2 separate regions of the Canis lupus genome follow, and region 1 is linked to region 2. A link is a contact called in public Hi-C data. All regions are on one chromosome and are shown on one strand. Each heading gives the region's core, a stretch centred on a gene start, on an enhancer-like site or on the middle of the called end of the contact. The rest is flanking DNA. Distances are from core to core; before and after follow the strand shown.

Region 1 (5,674 bases), core at 1,495-3,994, 130 kb after region 2:
TGCCTGGGTATACACTCAAGTGTATGGTTGGAAATTTTTTTTAAGTACTGAACAGTATCAGACACTTAGTACTGTGCCTAATAAATATTTGTTGAATTCTGTTGTTGTTGTTGTGATGGTGGTGGTGGTGAGCTAAAAGTTTCATTAAAAAAAAAAAAACCCAAAAAATAAAAAAATAAAAAAACCCCACAAAACTCACTTCCCAACAACAACAAAAAGAATTATTTCATTGTGAAGTTCAGTACCACAAAATTTTAAATAATTCAACACAAGCCTCTTTAAAAAAAAATTTTTTTTCCCCAAAGTAAACAGACAGACAATGTCAAGTCTATTTGAGATGCTTGAGAGACAAAGGGATTCAAGGCAGTAGGAGGATATGCCTGTCCTCTGCTGAACATTTGACAGTGCAGCCTTTGGGTATGTGTATGTTGGGGATGGAGGGAGGTGCGGTATGAAGAAAGGAGCTAGGGAGGAGGGGATTGGTCCTGGGGTCTTGGCCTTTGTGTGGCCCCCCCCTGAGATCCAGCTGCAGTCCTGGCTTGAATCCACCATCAGGCAGGCAAGGGAGTCTGGTGCTGTGCCCTTGCACCCCTACCTGGGCTCCTATGCCAGCAGTAGAGGAGAAGACCTGTCCTCCCTGAGGTCAGCTGTGTTAGAGGAAGAAAACGGGGCATGTCTGGGCAGAGATTTCCAGACACTGAACAGTCCTAGATGTCAGTAATTGTAGCTGCTCCAAGCCTGGGATCTATTTCTTAGTGGTATTTCTGTTCAAAGTAGCATTCTATTCTTTGAAATGTATTTTTAAAGATTTAAAAATTTATTTTATTCTATTTCTTTTATTTTTTTTAACATTTTTAAATGTATTTATTCGTGAGAGGCACAGAGAGGTGGCAGAGACATAAGCAGAGGGAGAAGCAGGCTCCCTGTGGGGAGCCTGATGTGGGCCTTGATCCCAGGACCCCAGGATCTCGACCCAAGCCAAAACAGATGCGCAGCCCCTGAGCCACCCAGGCTCCCTATATTTCTTTTATTTTTTAAAAGTAAGCTCTATGCCCAACAAGGGGCTTGAAGTCAGACCCTGAAATCAAGAGTCACATTCTCTCCTGACTGAGCCAGCCAGGCACCCTCCTCTGTTCCCCGCAATTTTTTAAAAGCAAAACTACAACTATATTAAGTGAAAGAAGGAGGCAAAAAAGAAGTACAAGAGGGGCTAGTGGTGGCAAGTGGGTGGGAGGAAATGGGCACCTCGCTTGCTTTTGTACCAGCGGCAAGCACCAGTGGACATTTCCAGAATTGTCTTTCATCAATGCCACCTCAGTACACTGCCTGAAAATGAGGAGTGCTGGGGGTTTCCCTCTTTCTAGAGCCACTTAAATAGAGAGGGCAATGAGCAGAGAGCTCTGAGAGGCACTGGGCCTATGCTCCAATTATAGCTGTTTATTTGCTGTGTGACCTGAGTCAGGTCACTGAACTTCTCTGAGCCTCAGTGTTCCCAGCAGCGTAAGCGGATTGTGCGGGGGAATATCCAGGAGATAATTTGCTAACCAAGTCCTTCCCCCTTCCTAGCTATCAAATCTGTTGCAATCAGAGGTGCCTGGGTAGTTCAGTTGGTTTAGCATCTGTCTTTGCTTCATGATTTTGGGGTCTTGGTATCCAGCCTGGAGTTGGGCTCTTTGCTCAGCAGGTAGTCTGCTTCTACCTCTCTCCCTACTTCTCCCCCTTCCTCTGCTCCTGCTCTCTCTCTGTCTCATTCATAAATAAATAAATAAATAAATAAATAAATAAATAAATAAATAAATAAATAAAATCTAAAAAAAAAAAATATGTTGCGGGATCCCTGGGTGGTGCAGCGGTTTGGCGCCTGCCTTTGGCCCAGGGCGCGATCCTGGTGACCCGGGATCGAATCCCACGTCGGGCTCCCGGTGCATGGAGCCTGCTTCTCCCTCTGCCTGTGTCTCTGCCTCTCTCTCCCTGTGTGTGTGACTATCATAAATAAATAAAAAAATAAAAAAAATCTGTTGCAATCATAGAGATCTCTATTGTTGAGGTGAGAAGGAGGTGGATGTGGGCACGAGGAGGAGGGGTAGGGAGGTTGGTTCAATGTCCAATTTCCCCCATTTCCTGCTTTCCCCTGGAGACCTGGTTGACCTTTTCTGAGTATTCCCCATTCCCTCCTTCCCCGGGGGCATTGGGCGAGCAACAACTTTGCATCCGTTTAGTCCTGAGGTCCTTAATTTCTTCATCTGTGAAAGAAGGGGGATCGAATCCGGTTCTGGTCTCCAAGATGCTTTGTTGGCGTGTCTGGGTGCTTGGGAAGAGGCGGTCTAGTGAGGGGTCTGTGGGAAGACTGGCGGTATAGTGGGCTTTTCTGGAAATCGCCGAGCGAGGCACATCCTTTATGCTTTTATTTATGGAGTGTTATCTATGAATGTCACCCCTCGTGATCTTCTCGGGGCCAGAAGAAGGGCTCATCCTAAGAATGCCATCCCTTCGTGGGGAGTGCCAACTCCCAACCCAGCGAAAACAACCCCGGTCTGTGGCTCAGTTAGTGGGGAAACATGTCAAGCACAGGGACCCAGGCGCGGGGCGCGGGGCGCCGGGCGCGGGGCGCGGGGCGGGGAGGGAAGCGCCCCCCTGCAGCCCGCGGTGTAGGCGTCTGACTTCGGAGGTCTCCAGCCGCCGGCGAGTTGCGAGCTGCGGCGGCGGACGGCGGCAGAAGGGGCGGTGCCAGGCCTGGGGGCGGGGCGGCCGGTCCCTATATAAGGCGGCACCGGGCGGTGCCAGCTCGCGAGCTGCTGCGGGAGACGGTGGCTTGGAGAGCGGAGGCGGGCGCGGATTCGCGGAGCCGGAGACCCTCGGAGGAGGTGAGGGCGTTGTGGCCGGCGAGGGGGCCTGGGCCGGCGGCTCGGAGCCCGGCCGAGGTGTCCGCCTCGTGTGTGTGTGTTAGTGTCCCAGCGGGTGAGTGTGTGCGTGCGCGTGCCGTCTTCACAGGTGAATGACGTGCGTGGGTCGGCGCGTGGGGCTGGGCTCGGCTCCCACGGGTGTCTCCGGAAGGTGCGCTTGTGCCGGAGGTCGGGCTGTGTCGGAAGCCCGGGGCGGCGGGAGCGCAGCAGAGCGGGGGATCCCCTGCCGCGCCCCCCGCCCTGGAGCCAGGGGAGGCGTGGACTCGCGCGCCCCAGGCCCCCGGCGGCGCGCGGAGGGAGCCCCCGGGCGCGGAGCCCCCGGAGGGGCGGGGAACGCCGAGCCCGGCAGGTTCACCGCCCTCCGCTCCCGGCGGCTGCGATCCAATCCGCGCCGTCTCCGCCCAGACCCCTGCGGCCGGGGTCCCCGACGCCTCCGCGTCCGCCACCGGCTGGGCGCTGAGGTCAGCGCGGGCGGCGTACCCCCCCCGGTCCTTGGGAACGTGTTGGGACACATCCTTTCAGGGCAATCGAGGAGGTGACTCACGGTGACAAGGAGACCCCGGGAAATGGGACGGGTGCGGTCAGAGCCCCGCCCGGGCTGGGGGACAGTGGCGCCCCAGAAGTCGGCTTCCTCCCCGCCCCGGGTGTCTGTGCCCCGATCGGCACAGTGACTGTTTGGCTGGCACAAAGTGTTCTCAGGGAAGCCGGGACATCGGGAGGTCCAGGACTGGGTGTCCGGTCCCCGCCTCGCAGCGCGCCCTCGGGGACCCGGAGCGGTGGCCCTGCGCGGGCTGGGCTCGCTCCAGCCGGCCCGTGGGAGAAGAACAGGGGTCGGACACACCTGTCCTCCTTCGCGCCCCGCCTGCCCTGGGGTCGGGGCGCCGCATTCCGCAGCGGGAGGGGAGACCTGCGCCGCGGGGCCGCGGGGCGTGCAGCCCACGCGCGGGGCGAGGGACCCGGAGAGGTCCCATCTGGAGGCTGGTCCCACCCTGACGGCCACATCCGGGGGCTCCCGGCGCCCCTCGCCAAACTGCCCTGTCCGAGGGCGACTGCTCAGCGCGCAGCGAGAGGACGAGCCGTCCTTTGGGCGCCGCCGCCCAGCGCGGGCCACCGTGCACCCCCCCCCCCGTCGGGGGCCCTCGGGGGACACGGGCGCCCGCCTCTTGCGGAAAAGAATCTTGGAATTGGGTTTGGCGCTTTGGGGTGCCCGGGCGGCTCCCTCCCTGCCCCCCCTTCCCTGCCTCCACGTCGCGGTTCGAGGACTGTCGAGCGGTTCTGTTTTCCTTGCTTTCGTCTATTTTTATTTTCCAGGGATCTGACTCATCCCGTGCTTTGGGCGTGGAGATAAGGTGGAGGGACCAAACCTCTGCGCGCCTCTGCGTGCGGAGTGTGTGTGTGTGTGTGTGTGTGTGTGTCACGGAGGCGCGCGCGTTTTTCCAACAGTGGCGGGGCTTTCGGAAGCCTGGCTGGCTCAGCGTGACGTGTTCGCGGCCCCCGGTCCGCCCCCCGGTCCGCCCCCCGCCTCCCCTCCCCACCCGAGGGTGACGCTGCAGCCCGAGCGCACGCAGAGTTGTGGCGGGCGGGGAGCGCTCCGCAGGAAACTGACTCATCGCTGCTCGCGGCGGCGGCTCGCGGCTCTGCCCACACGCCGACCCTGCGCGTGATTTCCTGGAGACCGGCGCCCCCGTCCGGCCCCGAAGCGAGTAGCAAGCCCGCCTTCCCTTCCCGCCTCGCTGCGCCGCGGCTGAGCCTGAGCCGCAGCTGCGAACGCCCCTGAAAAAGCATGACCCGTTGGCTCATCGCGGGGTGCTCAGTGCTTACTGGTTACTTCGGAATTAAAACTGGCTGAAGTCTAAGACACGAAGGCCAACCAAGGATGCTATTCTCGGTTGTTTGTGAAATAAGGGTTTATATTTGACTTTTCTCTGAACTGGGAGTTACGATAATGGGAATGAGATCAGATTTTGATGAGGAGCCTATGAGGGCCATAGGGTGGTAGGAGAGAGGATCCTTGCCTGGATTCTGGTCCCATCTTGAGCGCCTAGAAGCCTGGGAATACTCAGCCTCCTGGTGAAAAGCCAAGGCAGGCTCCTCCTCCTTGTGCCAGTGAGGCCATCCTGTGTATCCTCTCTTGAAAGGCACCCCAAGAGTGCCCATATGGGGAACTGCCAAACACCTGCTTAAATCCCCTTTATTTTATTATTTTTTAAGATTATTTATTTATTTATTCATGAGAGACACACAGAGGAGGCAGAGACACAGGCAGAGGGAGAAGCAGGCTCCCTGCGGGAAACCGGCTGTGGGACTCTACCCTTGAACTCCGGCATCAGGCCCTGCACCGAAGGCAGATGCTCAACTGCTGAGCCAACCAGGGGCTTAAATCCCCTTTAGTTTGAGTTATTCTGGGAAGAGAGGGACCTATCAACCTGTATTTTTTAAAAAGCTCCCTAAGTGATTCTGCTGGGCCTCTGGTTAGGAACACAAAACTAGAGAGGGAGTAAGGATGAACACCAGAGCACGGAACCCAGGATAAACAGGCCTGGGTTCAAATCCTGGCTGTGCCACTTGTGAGCCATGTGACCTCGGGCAAGTTACTTTACTTCTCTGAGGTCTTAGTTACTTCTTCTGTTAAAAAAAAAAAAAGACCAATATACCCACTCTTTAGGAAAATTAATATTTATTAACTTAGAACAGCCCCTGGCACATAAAAATATATAAATAAATCCTGATGCTTGCCCTAAAGAGAGTGGGTGAAGGTTATTTGAGGGCTC
Region 2 (5,936 bases), core at 1,613-4,112:
GAGGGATCAATTTAATTTTTTGACTTGTGCTTCTCAGTAGGTACTCACATTTCCCCTAGGTATGGGTTTTTAATAATATGCTACTCCTTTTATACAAAGTTAATGAAACTATTGCATCAGTAAGTAGTCCACTTTGGGTGTTTACCATTAACAATGATGACCTCACATGGGCTCATTCAAACCCTCCCCACCAGACTGCCCTTATGACCTAGCAGGATGCATCTACGAGACCAGGTAGGACAAAGCTGCAGATGCTTTCAGCTCTCTACCACTATCTGCATAACCTATTTCTATAAATTCTGTCTCCTGGAACTATTTTCAGAGCAATAGCAATCTGGGGGAAGAAATGAAGGGTACAGATATGCTGTTAGTTTGCTCTTAGAGAGGCAGTGTGATGCTGGGAAAAGCAAGAGCTTATGTAAGATCAGGAACTCCTTTAAGATACAAAAAGAATGGGTCAAGGAGGAAAAAGAGAGAGACAAACCAAGAAACAGACTCTCAACTACAGAGAATAAACTGATGGTTACCATAGGGGAGGTGAGCAGGAGGATGGGTGAAATAGGTAATGGGGATTAAGGAGAGCACTTTGTCATCATGAGCACTGGGTGATTAAAAACTTTAAGAAAGGGATGCCTGAGTGGCTCAGTGGTTGAGTATCTGCCTCTGGCTCAGGCTGTGATCCCAGGGTCCTGGAATCAAGTCCCATATCGGGCTCCCCGTGGGGAGCCTCTGCCTGTGTCTCTGCCTCTCTCTGTGTGTGTCTCACATGAATAAATAAATAAAATCTTAAAAAAAGAAAAAAAAAAAACTTTAAGAAAAATTCAGGAATTCCTGGGCCCAACTTCTGGGGCTGCTGCTCAATGGCCATGTGACAACAGAACATTATATATCCCCCTTGAGTCTTAATTTCATCATCCATAAAATGAGTTCTTGTAGGAGAGAAGCACTCAGTAAATAATAAATATTGATTTCCTTCTACCTTTCAACTCTCCCTCTAGATCAATACTTAGAACATCAACATCATCTCTGGCAAAACAGAAGAATAATCAGAGATCTGGGACAGGGGAGGGAGAAAGAAAGAAAGGACAGAGAGAGCAGTTAAAATGTGGGGCTGGCATGCCTGACCTATCTACCCCATATTTCAGTTCTATTAACAATCATGAATCATGAATATGTCAGCAGCTTCAAAGTTCTGTGGTGTTTTTATATCTGATAAGTAGCTGTGTTTTTTTTTACCTCACCAAATGCTCCTCTGCCTATCACTTTTAAGGACTCAAAATCTTCCAATCCAAGTCTTGTTCTCTTCAAACGAAGAAACTCTGTTTCCTTCCGAGCATGCGCGGATCTCCTCAGTCGTTTCTAATGTTTAAATAAAGGGAAAGAGAGGTGGGAAGGGGAGGAACTAAAACACTGCAACTCCTTAACAGTCTTATTTGTGATTGGAAAGCAGGGCCACACAGACTAAGCACAACCTTCTCACACGTGAAGAACCCTTAAGAAGGGTTCTTAAGAGGAACAGAAGAACCCTTAAGAGGTCAAATCTCCCCTCCCCAGCATTTGGACACAATAACCAAACCATAGAGAACAGATGGGTGCCTGCCTCCTCTGAGGACTCTACCAACTTTGGCAATCAACTATTTGAACTTTTCTAATGAAGGAAGAATAAACAATCAATGTTTTCCTTTAATTTCTGCATATAAAATAAAAGGGTATGAGCTTTTTTAAATTTCCTTCTGGGTTTGTTGGGGTTTTTTGGGTTTTCCTGGATTCTATGATTCATTCCTATTTTTCTTTTCATTCCTATTTTTGAAAGCATTTCCACTCTCATTTCAGTTCTTTGCACAGTTTAACTGTATTTTTTCCTACTGCATCTGTAGGCATTGGGGGAAGAGCTGATTTGATATTTTGCCTTGATAATGATTTCAGAAATTGGCACTACTTCTTAAAGACTTTCCCATGATTTCTGTAAATATGCTATAATTTGCTTTTTTAAATTTTAATGTGATCTCATCTCTTTCTTAGAATTCTAAATCTAGTTAATTTACTATAATTGTGCCTAGATAAATATTCTTCTCCCTGGTACTTAGTAATTAATTTCTCCCTTTGCATAAATACCTAAATCCAGAAGTACACCAGCTCTCATAAGTTCTTCTGTTACTAAGCCAAGACCCTTTCCCTATGCTCCAAGGCTAACAACTTGCTGGGCAAGATCTGCCATGCTGGGTTCAAGGAAAAATTTCCCAATATGAATTACCTCTTCATCTTTTAGGCCTTCTTCTTCCATCACTTTTTCTAACTTCTTTTGTCTAAAAATAAATAAAGATATTTGAAATAACTGAATACTTTTCTGAAAAGTCTATATAAACATAGTATCTTTTTAATGATATAAACAGGTAAATCTCAAAATGCCTCATTAAAACAATTACAGGGCTGCCTGGGTGGTGAAGTCTGTTGGGTTACCAACTCTTGGTTTCAGCTCAGGTCATGATCTCAGAGTTGTGAGACAGAGCCCCACATCAGGCTCCACCCTCAGCAAGGAATCTGTTTATAAAGATTCTCTGTCTCCCTCTCCCCTGCCCCTCTGCCCCAGCCACCCCCAACTCCCCCCTGCCCTCTCTACTTATGCATACACACCCTCTCTCTCAAAAATAAATCAATCTTTAAAAAAAAAAAAATTACAGTTACTAAGACAACTAAAAAGATCCCCACCCTTTGTTAGTTCTACATTTTGAAAAAGACTATATAAGACATTAATGCAACAAAGAATCCTATTTCAATATGAAAAGTTCTCTCTCTTTTTTAAAAGTATTTCCTCCTTAGCAAACCACAAACAGCTGGTGTTTGATAACCTCTTCTATCAGGATGTCTCTCTGTCCCTGACTGAAATCTACTTCCTTTATTTTTACATCTTCCTCCCCCTCCGTACACAAGCAAAGAGTGATAAACAATAGTAAAGGCAGAATTTAGAGATTCAAGGGGGGAGGGGGGGGCAGGAATGATTAAAACAGGCAACTGGCACCACTGTTAAAATTTAAGGCTCTAAATCCGTAGAGTATTAAACTTTAAAAACTGCATCCACGAATATTTTTTTAAAGATTTTATTTATTTATTCATAGAAACACAGAGAGAGAATGAGAGGCAGAGACACAGGCAGAGGGAAAAGCAGGCTCCATGCAGGGAGCCCGAAGCGTGACTCGATCCAGGGTCTCCAGGATCACGCCCTGGGCTGCAGGCGGCGCTAAACTGCTGAACCACCGGGGCTGCCCCACGAATATTTTTTTTAAAGATTTTATTTATTTATTCATGAGAGACAGAGGGGGGGGCGGGGGGGGGGGGGGGCAGAGACACAGGCAGAGGGAGAAGTAGGCTCCATGCAGGGAGCCCAACGTGGGACTCAATCCGGGGTCTCCAGGATCACGCCCTGGGCCAAAGGCAGGTGCTAAACTGCTGAGCCACCCAGGAATCCCCATCCATGAATATTTTTGATCTATAGTCTCATACTGACTTGATAAAACTCAAAGACACAAGAAAAACTTCCTTATAACTGATTCCACCTGTATTTATTTAGCATAATAAACGAAAGCATATTGACTGGGATCTCTATCCCTTATCAGCATTCCAGATAACAGGCAATGTGGACAGAGCAGGGAAGAATGTAAGTAGGAAATATAGGGTGCTGGGGTGCCGCAGCCAGTTGAGCGCCCAACTCTTGGTTTTCAGCTGGGGTTGTGACCTCAAGGTCATTGGATCAGGCCAAGTCAGGCTCCAGCTAGGCACAGAGTCTGCTTAAGACTTGCTCTCCCTCTCCCTCCCCACAATCTGTGGGCATGCACATTGTTACTCTCTCAAATACATAAATAAATCTTAAAAAAAAAAAAAAAAAAAAGAAAAGAAAGTAGGAAATACATGAAGCAACAGCATGTAGTCTAATGTGGCAGAGGCACACAGCACTTCAAATGTCACACTAAGAGGGCTGGCTCGGTCTGTAGACAACTAAGGGCTACAGACCGAGCCAGGGGTTGGTGTGTAAAGGAGTGATGTGATGAGATTTCTGTTTTAAAATGACAGCCAGCAGTAAGGAGCTGATGGATTGGCTGGGAAAGCAACAAACAAAGACTAAGGCAAATTGAAAGCTCTCCTAATGATTCTTCAGAGTCAAGATCTGGACCAAGAGCTGGAAACCCAGAATGAAGTAAAGGGGGTTACTACAAAGATGACTAACTGGTAGTAGGAGTCAAAGGAAAAATCTTAGACTTTCTCATGGGCGGGGGGATAATGATGCCACCAACCAAGACAGGAAACACAGAGAAAGGACCATGTGAAGGTAATGGAATTAATTTTGGTCAATATATAATTATTGCAATAATAGTAATTAAAATTTGTATTGTGTTAGAAATCATATTACAAATCCACAGGATCATGGGGATCCCTGGGTGGCTCAGGCTCCCTGCTTGGAGCCTGCTTCTCCCTCTGCCTATGTCTCTGTCTTCTCTCTCTCTCTGTGTGTGTCTCTCATGAATAAATAAATAAAATCTTTAAAAAACAAAAAACAAAAAAACCCTACATGGTTCCCAGTCTGCCTACTTCACTTCTCTGAGTTCCCACAATATTTTATGATACACATCTTTGTCTGCATGTGTGTTAAAAGGATAAGGCTATACTGCTGGTACTTTCAGGAGTATAAGTTAATTAGTTGAAGTAAAAATAATCAAAGAGGGGCACCTGGGAGGCTCAGTCAGTTAAGTGTCTGCCTTCGGCTCAGGTCATGATCCCAGAGTCCTGAGATTGAGCCCTGCATCGAGCTCCCAGCCCAGTAAGGAGTCTCCTTCTCCCTCTCCCTCTGTCACTCCCTCTGCTTGTGCTCTGTCAAATAAATAAATAAAATCAAGAAAGAAAGAAGGAAGGAAGGAAGGAAGGAAGGAAGGAAGGAAGGAAGGAAGGAAGGAAGGAAGGAAGAAAGAAAGGGAGAAAGAAAGAAATTAAGAAAGAAAGAAAGAAAGAAAGAAAGAAAGAAAGAAAGAAAGAAAGAAAGAAAGAAAGAAAGAAAGAAAGAAAGAAAGAAAACATCATGGCAAGAACTATAACTCCACCATGGTCAGCTCTTTTTGTGCCTTGAATATCAAACACCATCATACTTTCTGACTATATTTTTTTTTTGAATGACCATACCAGAGTGGGAAGTCCAATATGCTATCATACAAAGTATGACCCAGAGACAGTTGCTTCTGACTATATTTAAATCTTAATTCAAACTAAGAAGTTTTCCGTAGCTTGAGTATACTTGCAAGAGTAATTAAATGGGTTCTGTAGAATACCTACCTGAGGGTAAAGTTATTAGAATCAACTCCTTGAACACAATCAGATTCTTTCATTAGAAAAAGTATCCAGAAAAAGCCTATCATGCAGAATTCTCCATGGTAATAATTTATTGGGCCCAAGCCAATGAAGACCTTAAAGACCCCCAAAATGGCAAGCATAACCTAAAATGAGGCTTACTAGTGACATCCTCTATGAGATGACATGAAGAAATTACTGTTAACTTTGTTAGATTCATGGTGGCACTGCAATGACACAAGTAAATGGCCTATTTTTAGAGATGTACACTGAAATACATAGGATTGAAATCATAAATGCTTGGGCAGCCCCGGTGGCTCAGCAGTTTGGCGCTGCCTTTGGCCTGGGGTGTGATCCTGGAGACTGGGATCGAGTCCCGCGTCGGGCTCCCTGCGTGGAGCCTGCTTCTTCCTCTGCCTGTATCTCTGCCTCTCTCTCTCTCTCGCTCTCTGTCCCAAATAAATAAATAAATAAATAAATAAATAAATAAATAAATAAATAAATAATTTTAAAAAAAGAAATCATAAATGTTTGAAATTTGCTTTAAAACACACAGCAAGAAAAAATAAAATGGAACAGATGAAACAAATTTAGCAAAATCT

The links. A called contact is a pair of places that touch in the nucleus more often than the background predicts.
Region 1: a contact with region 2 is called in a Hi-C map of blood, with 2.3 times the contacts expected there. The contact joins the promoter of CDKN1A here to the enhancer-like site in region 2. A contact is called at or near these places in 2 of 9 Hi-C or Micro-C datasets (amygdala and blood).

What each region holds. Positions count from the first base shown.
Region 1 is chr12:5,925,485-5,931,158 of UU_Cfam_GSD_1.0, forward strand. CDKN1A (cyclin-dependent kinase inhibitor 1) reads left to right here and starts at 2,745. Exons shown (of 3, transcript XM_038553885.1): 1 at 2,745-2,864.
Region 2 is chr12:5,797,634-5,803,569 of UU_Cfam_GSD_1.0, forward strand. STK38 (serine/threonine-protein kinase 38) reads right to left here. Exons shown (of 14, transcript XM_038553875.1): 3 at 2,255-2,306; 4 at 1,237-1,359. Among named protein-coding and RNA genes, the nearest start is that of STK38, 17 kb to the right of the region's middle. Within about 2 kb of position 2,863, at least 3 of the 20 cell types and tissues checked have an H3K27ac peak or open chromatin away from gene starts, as enhancers often do. A contact at or near this core is called in blood, where this site is marked.